Linked DNA regions of Zea mays: regions 1 and 2 are each linked to region 3. A link is a contact called in public Hi-C data. All regions are on one chromosome and are shown on one strand. Each heading gives the region's core, a stretch centred on a gene start, on an enhancer-like site or on the middle of the called end of the contact. The rest is flanking DNA. Distances are from core to core; before and after follow the strand shown. Region 1 holds the start of LOC100280669. Region 2 has its middle 15 kb from the start of LOC109944242. Region 3 has its middle 160 kb from the start of LOC109944242.

What was found. Hi-C and Micro-C count contacts between places; a contact is called where the count stands out from the background.
Region 1: a contact with region 3 is called in a Hi-C map of ear, with 1.8 times the contacts expected there. The contact joins the promoter of LOC100280669 here to the enhancer-like site in region 3. A contact is called at or near these places in 3 of 25 Hi-C or Micro-C datasets (ear, leaf mesophyll and tassel).
Region 2: a contact with region 3 is called in a Hi-C map of bundle sheath, with 3 times the contacts expected there. The contact joins two enhancer-like sites. A contact is called at or near these places in 4 of 25 Hi-C or Micro-C datasets (bundle sheath, ear, endosperm and 1 more).

Annotation. Positions count from the first base shown.
Region 1 is chr2:101,680,597-101,684,662 of Zm-B73-REFERENCE-NAM-5.0, reverse strand. LOC100280669 reads right to left here and starts at 1,350. Exons shown (of 7, transcript NM_001408112.1): 1 at 1,097-1,350; 2 at 280-383.
Region 2 is chr2:101,302,389-101,306,026 of Zm-B73-REFERENCE-NAM-5.0, reverse strand. No RefSeq gene overlaps it. Among protein-coding and RNA genes, the nearest start is that of LOC109944242, 15 kb to the right of the region's middle. Within about 2 kb of position 1,961, at least 18 of the 20 cell types and tissues checked have an H3K27ac peak or open chromatin away from gene starts, as enhancers often do. A contact at or near this core is called in bundle sheath, ear and leaf, where this site is marked.
Region 3 is chr2:101,449,923-101,453,972 of Zm-B73-REFERENCE-NAM-5.0, reverse strand. No RefSeq gene overlaps it. Among protein-coding and RNA genes, the nearest start is that of LOC109944242, 160 kb to the right of the region's middle. Within about 2 kb of position 2,177, at least 16 of the 20 cell types and tissues checked have an H3K27ac peak or open chromatin away from gene starts, as enhancers often do. A contact at or near this core is called in bundle sheath, ear, leaf and 2 more, where this site is marked.

The sequences.
Region 1 (4,066 bases), core at 101-2,600, 230 kb before region 3:
AAGCAACCTGGCAAATACGACAAAAGAATAATTTTGGTAATTAGAAAAGAATCAGCATCGCAATTCACCATTTATCAAAATAAGCAAATGCAAACTAAAGTAAATTATGTCTGAACTGAACAGCTGCATCATTGGGAATCCTTAATAAAACATAAAGATGGAATATTAAGAAAACAGTCACAGTACACGTAATCAGAGTTACATTTGCAGTTTATACTCAAACAAAAATAATGTGGTGGTTGTTAAAGAAATAATGTAGGCAGCCAATGATATACATACCTCACGTACAACAACAATAAGTTATTAGACAACTGGTGGGAACCGCTGGAAACTAGAAACTGCAGCGGCGAACTGAAGAAAACTAGAAACTGCTTCCGTATATTCTGGCAAAAAAACATAACAAGTCAAATACCTTTGTTCGGAAACAACATAAAGAGAGAATATCACTATATCAGAACCTAACATCACAGCATAAGCATATGATTACCAAAAGAATAGGGTTACCAGCTTTAACACCAAACAGTGGGTTCTGCACGAACGTACAAATCATTTGATAAGTATCTAACCCTATTGTAGAGAGATGCACTCTCAAACAGGCTGTTCACTGATGACAAGCCAATGACTATTCATTACAGGTTGTTCACTGATGACAAGCCAATGACTATTCGTTTCGTGGTGGTCTCATCATTTGCACCAAATATAAACGAACCATGGTAGTGCTACAGAATTCCAATCCATGGAAGTACTCCATCTTTGCACATCCATCTCACAGTAAAACTCTCATTTCTACTCCATTCCTTCTAGGATAAGTGATGTTTTCACCACGAAACCGTAACCCTAACCATAAATGTTCAAATCGACGAAATTCCCATCCAATAGTCCAGGAGTTCCGCAGAAAAAAAAACACCACAAGGATCCGCCCCCAAAATATTCCGCGGATCTCAGCTCCCACGAGACCACGCCCCAGCCCAGCCCCATCAATCCACATCCCCCGGACCCCTGGCCCACAAGCTCAACCCTATCCACCTACCAACCGACCTACCCGACGCCAGGCAACAGGAAGAAAAGGCCAGGAGGAAGAACGAGAGAAACGTACGAAGCAGCGCCGCCCGGGCTTCGGTCGGCGTCCCCCACGAGCAGTCGGCCCCGATCGGCGTCGATCGGGGGCGACGAAGGGAGGGGGAACCCGGCGCCGCTTGCTGCTTTCTCCCTTCTGACCGCGTCCGGGCGTGCTCGAATGTATCGAGGAGGAGAGAAGGAGGTGTAGACGAGGAAGAAAATGAGAGAGGGGTTGCGGCGTTTTTCTGGGAGGGGCGGGTGGCTGGTGGAAAGGAAGGAAAGTGAGCGACGTAGCGGAACCCACGAGAAAAAGAAAGAGAGAGATAATCGCCGCGGGCGGGGCCCTGACCGTTGGATGGCCCCATCGACGGGTGTGGCTGCCTAGATGGAGGAGTGTGATCCGGTGTGCATCCTCGGATCCACCCAGCTCTGCTGTCCTCTCTCAAGCCGTGATTTAAAACTGCCCGTCATAAAGGTTTGTGGGATCTTCTTTAGGTGCTAGCAATTTATTAGGGTATGTTTGGATCCATAGTCAAGTTTATTGGTCACTCTGATTTATGAAAGACATCAGAACAAGTCAACGTAATTGAGAATAAGGAACCTTCTTCCCCTCAATTTATCTTCAGCTTCGAACATAAACTAATGAGGTGAAGGTTCTTAAGATTAAAACTTTAATGGAATTAAAAAACACATGAGCATACTCAAGAGAAATCTTGGTTATTGTGTTATTCGTATTATCTTATTCTTATTATAAGTGAATATAATTATACCTTCAAAGATATAAGCACTAACATGTGGGTAAAGGCAAACTCATCTTCAGAGACGGAGTTAACATGTGGGTAAAGGCAAACTCATCTTCGGAGCCGGAGCTGATCGGTGCGACGTAAAATAAGGCCCCTCTGCATAAGTATTGTTCACCTGTTTATAGGGACGCTCGGTATACAACTTTGTATGAAATTACAACCATAGCCTTTAACTATATACATATAGCTACGGAAACTACTGAGGACAGCAGACGTACTGCCCTTCTTCATTATCGAGTAAGCGGTTCCAGCTTCGACGACAAGCTTTGGTATAGCGCCTGAACCAAAGCTTCTTCCACTTCTTTTTTACATGTGTTGACATACTTCAGCAAACACGGGCTAGTTACTCTTAAAACATTTTAGAACTATTAGTTTTAAGAACCTTCGACAACGGCATTCCCCCAACACTATAGTTTTAGCTAAACTTTAGCACTTAGGCTATCCGCAACCGTTACCCCTAAATTTTTCCCCCTATATCACTTTTTCCCCCTATTTTTCTCTCTATTTTTTCATCTCCCGCAGCGGTTCCCCCTAAATACTCTCCCTATACCCCACTACAACTATAAAATATCATTTTCTATATCTACTATCAATTTTTTATCCACTAACAATTACTCGTGGACCCACAGCACAGTGTCGTAGGGGGTGAACAGTGAAACGCTAGATTGAGGGTGAGAGAGAAGAGGGCCGGCTCAAAGAGTGGCTTGTATGGGGCAGCGTTGCGCGGTCAAGGGAGAGAGCTGCAGCCGCTACGAAGGGGAGGGGGCTGCTCAGCGCTCTCCGTTGCAGACAGCCTTAGAGATCAAAACATGAGTGCTAAAAGATGCTAAAAGTGAAGTGTTAAACTTTAGCATTCAATAGCAGTTTAGCTCCTCAAGGTGTGCTAAACTTTAGCACCTTGCTAATATTTAGCACATATGTTGGGGGCCCTCACTGTCGAAGCTCTTCAAAACACTAAGACATCAATGGTTTTCAAGTCTATTTTAGATTTTTCAAAGCAGTAAAAGAAGTTGAGCTTTGTTTAGAGCCTTCGTTTGAGTGGTGTACACGTAAAGCCGAAGCTAGGAAGCTTCGGCCCAATGATCTGAGCGTGCAAGAGCAAGTAAACGAGAGAGAAAGCCTAAAGACCTTATCAGCACGTCTACAAAGGAAAAGACGATAGTACCCTTACAGGATCATATGTGTTGGTGTTTGTAACCGACCGCGCACCACAAGGTTACCCACGTGATGCTTTTGGGTAGGGAGGTGTCGTTGACTGTGACTCGATGGTACGTGCAGGAGCACGTCATACTTGTACAAGGATTTATAAAGGTTCGGACTGCTAGAATGCATAACACCCTACTTCATGTTGAGGCCGTGTACTGAAATTTCTCTGGAGTATGAGGATTACAAGTGAGCTGTGATGGCGCTCAGGGTTGTTGATGAGGGCTGGTGTGTGATGGCATGAGATGATATGATTTTGTAGGAGTCTCCCTTGACCTTATATACACGACCAGAGAATTATCCCTTTACAAGTTGTGATCACTATCTATTCTACTTATCTCCTCCTTTATCGTGCCATGTAGTCCTGCTTATCTAGAGTTCAATCACTTCCTTAGTCGAGTTAGCGCCGAATGTATAGCTCTTCGAGTGTGTGCAACTTCATCACCCGAGATATCAGCGCTTCGGTCGACGCATAACTCGGATGCCCAGTCTTTGTCTTATTGGATCAAGTTTGCCCAATCTGGTTGTAGCATGTTGGCCTGTCTCGCAAGGCAAACCGTCGGGAGGCCCATCAGGCGGCCCATGACACATTTGTGTGTTCGTGAGGACCCGAGGGATATCTATCCCACACAGGCCCCCGAGGCTCAAGCCAACTTTCGAAAGTAGTTGGCTCGAGACTCTAAGGAATAATGGTGCCCTTTGATTTTTTTTTTCTAGGCTTTTGAAGGCAGCTTTGCTCCATCTCTGTACCCAGGTGCACCCAATGGGTGTAGCCCCCGAGCTTTGAATTGATTTGAGCATCAATCAACTCAAAAGCCTTCATTATCTGCTTTTGAGTTTAGTTTTGTCTTATCGTAGGTGCACCCAATAGGTGTAGCCCCGAGCTTTGAATTGATTTGAGCATCAATCAACTCAAAGGTCATCACAATCTGCTTTTAGAAGGTTCTGGTTTACTATAACAAACGTGGCCGACGGAGACTCGCCCAATTGAAACTGTATCG
Region 2 (3,638 bases), core at 712-3,211, 150 kb after region 3:
GTCCTTACGGAGAGGCACTCGAGAAACAGCCCGAGCCCCCTAAAGTATCACAATATCCTCATCAGGATAACATCATCGTATCATAAATATTCACAGCATGTTCATTGATTATAGTAAAGCAATAGCATGAAGCTAACCATAATAACCCAAAAGGTAATCAAGGACGAGGTAAATACAAAACTAGTCCATCCTTAGGTTTCAATTAAGTAGTGCGGGACAGTGAATTATAAATAGATAGGACATAATGGGTCAGAGGACACTTGCCTTCACCAAACAGATGCTCAGGGTCTTCAACTTTGTAGAACTCGAAGAGCTAGACCACTTGGTCACCAAAGCTTGACCTTCAATCCCTTGATGCTCGGAAATGAATCGCAATCTATTCGCGACGCATATCGAACACAAATAGGCACAAACAAACAAACACATATACATATACATGAGAACATTACACCATTTAGATAAAAACATAATAAAACATGCAAAACGAAATAGAGCGCGTTACTACGGTCACGCGAGGAAAAAGAAACGTCGAACTCGAAGCTACGGTCAAGAAGATATCGCGTTCACTCTAAACATATATTAACTATAACATTTGATTCGACATTATCAAATATAAATAATATCTACCATTTAGTTTCGATTAATTTGCTACACTAACAACTGTCAAATAAATAATTAATATAATTAGCATGAGAGATTCTAAGCAAGGAGAAATTACGACGCGCGAAACAACATGACATCGTGCAAACGACGCGCGGATAGCACGCTGACGACACACGAAACAGCGCGCGCGACCAGCGCGAATGAGCACGCCACCACGTGCGGAACAGCACGCGCGATAGGTAAGAAAACTAGATAGGTGACACGTTTATACTAAACAAATGTTAAATGAATAGAAAGTAGTTAAGTTAATATTTGCCATGTTAATATTTATTATAAAAGCTCAAGTGGAACACTACACATTTAATCTAGTTCGAATATTAATCTAATAAATATTAATCGAGCGAACCTAAAGTTAATTATCTAAAATATATGACCTGACAAATTTACATTATTAACATGAGTGTTTATAAGACAAAACAATTTATTATCACGCGCAGACGCCGCGCAACCCACGTGATCGACACACGAGGTACGTGCTAACGACGCGCGGCAACGCAAGCGACACGTGTAAATGGCACACGCGACGCACGCAAACGATGTGTGGCAATGCGTGTGAACCGCACACGCTAATGACACGTGACGACGCGCATGAGGCAGCACGCACGACACGCACGACCACACACGAAGATGCGCGACGAAGTGGGCGAACAATACGTGCGCAAGACAACACACGAATTGCTCGCAAATTAAAACGATAACTTAGTTTCAATTGAATCGCTATTTTAATTACCATCAGACAACCTAATAATAATTAAATATAATTAACTATAAAATGTGTTACGGTAAAACTATATTTTAACGTGTACACGACATTATTACAAAACTAACGCCACTGAAACAGATCGAAACGAGTAATTAACGCAAGAAATATGGATTAATTACTAAATCATGGATTATCGACATGTCACAGACTGATCGGCTGAAACTTAGTCACACGGATGACCATACAGGGCTCAGACGCAGAAGGTCCACGAGATCCGGTGTGGGCTTTATAAAACAAAATGCCATCTCGTGGCTAGATGGAGACACGTGACCATGATTGGGGAGACAATTTCTCTGGGTTGTTCTCGGTTGCATGCATGTATATAGATGGGCCCAGTAGTAGTTTTATTTTCTTCAACCTGCATGTGCTTAACGGTTGCTCAGATGTGGGATGCAAGGAGGTTGTGCGAGTGCGTATGTGGCTAGCGCCATCCACTTGCAGTCAATGGACGAAGCGCGTTTTTCTTTCTTCTCTATTGAACGCAAAATCGGATCGAGCGTGGGGGTGTTACATGCTGCATGCGGGTGGGCCCCACACGGTAGTTCTTCTCTCCATCTTTCTTCTTCCCGCATCAGCACGAACGGCGCAAGCAGGCACAGGATGTGAGGCGAACTTGCCGTCGTCGGTTAGGGCGGCGCGCGGCTCGCCGGAGCCGAGGCCGGGGCACACGCAGCATGCTCGCGCTGGCGCCGGACGACGCAGCAGGTGCATGGCTCGGCCCATGGGGCGAGGTCGAGGCTGGAGCTGGAGAGCCATGGTAGCGGACATGGTCAGCACAGGGTCGGGGCTGGGCGAGCCGTGCTGGTGGATGGGCCCTGGCCACACCTAGCGTGTGCAGCAGAGGGGAAGGGCTAGAGCATCGCCGACGGGCCTCGGCTAGGGAATGCTCGCGCGCAGGGGGTTCGCCCAAGTGCCATGGCGTGCAAATGAAGAAGGCCAGAGAAGAAGGGGTTAGGGAGACCAGAGTACTGACCCTGGTAACGCCGGACGTCGCGAACGGGGATGTCGACGAGGCTCAACGGCGAGCTCCGAACGCGCACAGTCGAGGCTCCAGGAAGGGGATGCTGGGCACGGCGTCGAGGCCTCCGGTCACGAGGCAAGGCGTTGCGATGGTTTTGGCGTGGGAAAAGAGAGAGGAGGGTGGATGGCGGTTTTGGCAAGGCAAGAGGCGACGTGAGTGGCGGCTGGGCGTAGGACGTGCGGGAGCGACGGTTGGGAGAAGATGAAACAGGGTCGCATGGGCCCCACCGATCAGCTGTAGCGCGCGACCATGCCCTAGGGCGGCTGTGGCGACTGGGCCGCGGACGCGCAGGCGGGCCACGCGGGGAGCGGCGCGGTGCGGGCTGGGAGCTGGGCCGCGCTGGAAGCTAGGCCGCAGGGAGGATTGGGAAGCGCGGGTTTTATTTTCATTATTTCTTGCTCTTGTTTTCTATCTTCTATTTATGCTATTTTCTTTTGAATTCAACTTCAAAACACAAATTTGCGGATTACGTGAATGCACAACTAGAATAAATCAACATACAAAAAGAAAAGATGACCCAGCGTGTCGTGCAACAATCATGACCCTTTTGGGTTTTATTTTACTCGGCTTACAATTATATAAAACAAAATAACTCTTCACTATTTAGGTAAAAGAATAGAAAAGCAAGGAAAAGAGAGGGTAACAACTGAATTTGGTGAGTATTAGGAAAAGAAATTTTATACCCTCAAATTCAGGGTGTTACAAATCTAACCCCCTTAATAGAATCTCGCCCTCGAGATTCAAGGAGAGGCTAACAAGAAAATGAGATTGGTTCATTGGTTGTTTACGACTTGCTTGAGTTGACTTTGACTCTGCAAGCTTAACTTATGGACCGGTTGCTTTGACCTTTAGATGTTCACGACCCCATGATGCAATTCTTGAGGATCTCTTGGACCTGTGGGTTAGGACCCACACACGCTTTCGTTGCGCCGCTCTGATCTTGTTGGTTGATGTTGATCGCATTGTCTTCATTGGGGTTAGCGGCTAACCCCCTTAACAGGAGCGTTGATACACACTTGGTGAAGGTGATACCGACTCTGATCTTGACTGATTAAAAGAGGTTGTAGAATGCCAATCGGACAGGTGCAAGAGGAAAAAGTATAGATAGAAAAGGGTAAGCATAGACAGATTGAAGAGAGAAAGGGGAGATCACCCAGCTACCTAACTCTATGGCACTCAGCTACTAAACTG
Region 3 (4,050 bases), core at 928-3,427:
GCTATGTATGTTTGTATTGTTGCGAGTAGACGAGCAAGTAATTGAGGAGCCCAGAACTCAGTAGGTAGAAGATACTGAGCAGGAGTTCGTTGAAGGCAAGTTCTGCCCTTGACCACTTTTCATTACCCAATAATGTTCTCTATAATCACTATGGAATGTTTAGGTTTAATTTCATGGGACCTAATAGGTCACCCTAGTTTGGTCTACTTTATACCTTGATTATCATAGAACTTTTTGGTAGTTCTGCTATTGCTCTATGTGGTTTTGGATGTTAACGTAAATTTGACACATGATCATTCTTTATTATTACTGTTGATTATTTAGTGTTCATGATAAGATTATTGTGTTAATTGGAACATGGAGAACCACCCGGGAAAACAGTGCTACCACAAGGGTGGAATGGGACACCCTTGGCCATGTAATTAGGCAAGCGGGGAGGCGTCGCTACAGAGTATAGGGAGGTTCTCGGGTCGGACTGTCTGTTTAGCTTTTCAGACGAGGGATTCCTATGCTTCCTTCTTCCTGAATCCGTAGCATGTTTTCTCGAACTAGTGGAACTTTGGAAAGGCCTTGTAGCGCTACCCTGCCTTGTCTCCTCGGTAGAGATGAATGGTATTTCTAGACCCTTGGCAAATGGGTAACACGACATGTGGGTAAAGATGTGCAACCTCTGCAGAGTGTAAAACTGGTATATTAGTCGTGCTCACGGTCATGAGCGGCTCGGACACTCACGTGATTAATTATGGAAGTAAACTTAATTTATCATATGCATCACATTGTGGTTTTATTATTAATTTTGATCTATTATTACTTTGGGATGGTATATACTTCAACTTAGTAATTGCTAATAAAATTTGACCAACTTATTAAAAGTTATGCTCAACTTTAACCATTATTTGTTGATCAGTCTTACACTTCACATGACCCCACTTTTGGTGAGCTCATGCACATTATTCCCCACACTTGTTGAGCGATGAACTTTTGTGAGCTCATCCTTGCGATATATAAACCCCATATGTGAAGAGCAGGTGGCCCAGGAGGAGGACTATTATGAGGAGTTTGATGAGGTCTAGGTGGCGTCTTCCAGTCAGCTTAATGGCACCAAGGAATTGATATTAGTTTGCTTTATTTTTTAACATTTATTTTTGTAAGACACTTCCACTATGTAATAAAGTTTGTGACATTTATCTCTATAAACTTGGTCATTATATGTGTTATTCTTCTTTGGCGCACATATGAGATGCAACCGGGTTTTCCCCTTAAATCCGGGTGCGACATAGAGCAATAGCAGATACTACCCAAAAAGTTCAGTGGTGATCAAGGTGTAAAGTAGACCAAACTAGGGTAACCTATTGGGTCCCATAAAAATTAATCCTGAGCATGCCATAGTAATTAACTATAATATTATTGGGTAAAGAAAAGTGATCAAGGGCACAACTTGCCTTCAACAAGCTTCTACTCAGTATTTTCCACCTGCTGAGTACTGGGCTCCTCAGCTACTTGCTTGTCTACTCACAACAAGAAAAACAAACATGGTATAGGAGAAATTAACATCACAACAAACATTATCACAAACTACAGAATAATGATCTATGCGTTGCTACGAGATCATAGGTTCGAGAACCACTAAAATCGGAGATACGGTTAAAGAGTTATGATTTTCTAAAGGTTTAAGTGTTAGACATAAAACAAATTAAGTGCATAATTTTAACCATATGTTTCATAATAAAATAAGGTTACTAGATGATAAACAATATTAATATGAGTTTAATGCAACTGGAATGCATCCAAAAGGAGTTAAAATGAATTAATTATGAATTTAACAAGATTATGGAATTATTTCTATACATGAAACCATTTTCTATAATAATTTACATGATTTATTTAATCCCTGGGCTGCAGGTCCTAATTACCAGAAGCTCAAGGTTAGATTCATAAATTCCAGGACTTAAATGTATTTCCTTATAGTTATCACCGGACGGTGGGTTGATAAGTCAAAAATGTAGGGCTCTTATGAAAACCCGCTAGGCTGAACAGGTATCTTTGTATCCCAACTGTTGGATCGATGATCTGCGGCCCAGATCAGGTTGCACGATCAGCGAACCGGTATGACATATCTGCCATCTGATTGGAGATCGGTGGATGCGATTTTTAACTAAACGGAGCCCAACCCCAATCGCATATCACCCGATCGACGCCTCAGATTTAACTGCGCGAAGGGGTATTGAGACGTCTAATCTCCACCTCCCAAACTAGGATGGACGACCGAGAGATCATCTCCTCCCTCCCGGTGGCGAAGCACGGCCGCGCACACCCAACTGCGGCAGCGCCTCACCGGTGTTGAGTCGATTTGGCCCCCAGGCCCTCCCGGATTCCTCTAATGACCTGGAATTGAAGAGGAGGGTAATGCGGATTCATCTAGGAATTTTCTTATTGCCGACGGTGGTGTGACGCGTTCTACCCACGGGGAGGGAAAAATCCGCCGAGCCCAACGACCACCGATAAGAAATTCCTCTAGTCTCGATGACTCTACGCTCAATTACCCTCCTGAGCACGGTACCCGGCTGCTGGTGAACCTCCACGAGCAATCCTTAGGCCACCGGCGGCTTTGGACGCAAGACACGGATGCGACAGCATGAATCTCCCCTCTCGGCTCACAGCGATGGGAATATGACGGTGCGGGCGAGACCCTGGGGAGGCTTTTATCTTCCAAGCAGATGAGTCGGTTGGAGAGCCGTTGAGCCAGCTGGAGCCCGGGGTCATCGCGCGCTAGTTATGGCAACGTCCACCCCGCGCGCGAAGGTGAAGGGGCTGTTGTGCGGCTGAGTCGTTGGGGCCGCCTTCCAGCAAGAGGCGTGAGTCGGGCGCACATGGAGAGAAGTAGTGGGGCTCGGGTGTCGGTGCCTTCCAGCAAGAACATACAGCTTCGTCTGCTTGATCACGAGTGCAGACTTTAAAATGTGATAGTGGTGAATAAAATGTACACTAAATTTTAATCGTCTTTATCTATCGCAATTTTAATATCGTGTCTGTCTCCATCTGTTTAAATTGTCCTAAATTATTTTACAAAAATTCAGACTTTAGTAATCTTTCGAAACATTGAATCCAATATCGTTTGAGTTGAGCCATCGACGTCTTGCCCAAACTCTAATTCTTTAAATCGGATCTGGTTCCTAATCTGTGTATCAAATTCTTTCAAACTGTCGAATCATGTTGTGATGATAATATAAGAGTTATATAGGACTTTCTAAGCTTTCGAGAAAGTCCTAGTTTACTATTTTTAGATGCATATTTTATGAGTTATGAATAAAACAATTAACCGCTGTGCTGCTGTCTAAAAATTCTGCAAGTATTAAATTGTTGGTTTGAAGTTATTATTGTTTGGCTAAGTAAGTTTAGCTAATTCTTAATTGGTGAAGTGATGCTTTGTTTTAGTAATTATCATGTTCTATGGTTGTTGATTGAGTAAATATCATAAATGGAGATTGGTCGCTTAAGTTAATCATCTTGAATAAATGTTCCTCATTATCCTTATTAGTTGGAAGCAAATAGCATCAATAGGTTTATTCTAGTTGTAACCCGAGAGCTATATAGTGGGAAGTGCATTTAGGCGCTTAAAGTCTTTTGCTTCTAGGTTATAGTCAAATGAGATTATGTAATATTTGATGATGCTCTACTTGCTAGGACAAATAGTGTGATGTGTTATTTAGCTCGTGCGCTATGCTAGTTAATCCGATGAAATAGTTTAAAAAGTTAGTTAAAGTATTTCTATTCAAATTCGAAGCTGTAGATGCCCAAGGCTAATAAGTTTAAATTATGGTAATCGTTTGGTGTATGTTCTAGTTAAAGAGGATCCATACATGGTTCACGATTGTTTGGTGTTTAAGTTAGGTTTGATTGATTAGAAGATCATGCTTGTTGTGTGAGTTAATGTATCTAGTGATTACTTATGCTTGCTTGTAATGCTTTGCTAGACAATTTTTAATCCTATACCATGTAACTTCATATAATTTTGTACTAGTTCTCATGTTCATACATGTGCATTGTACA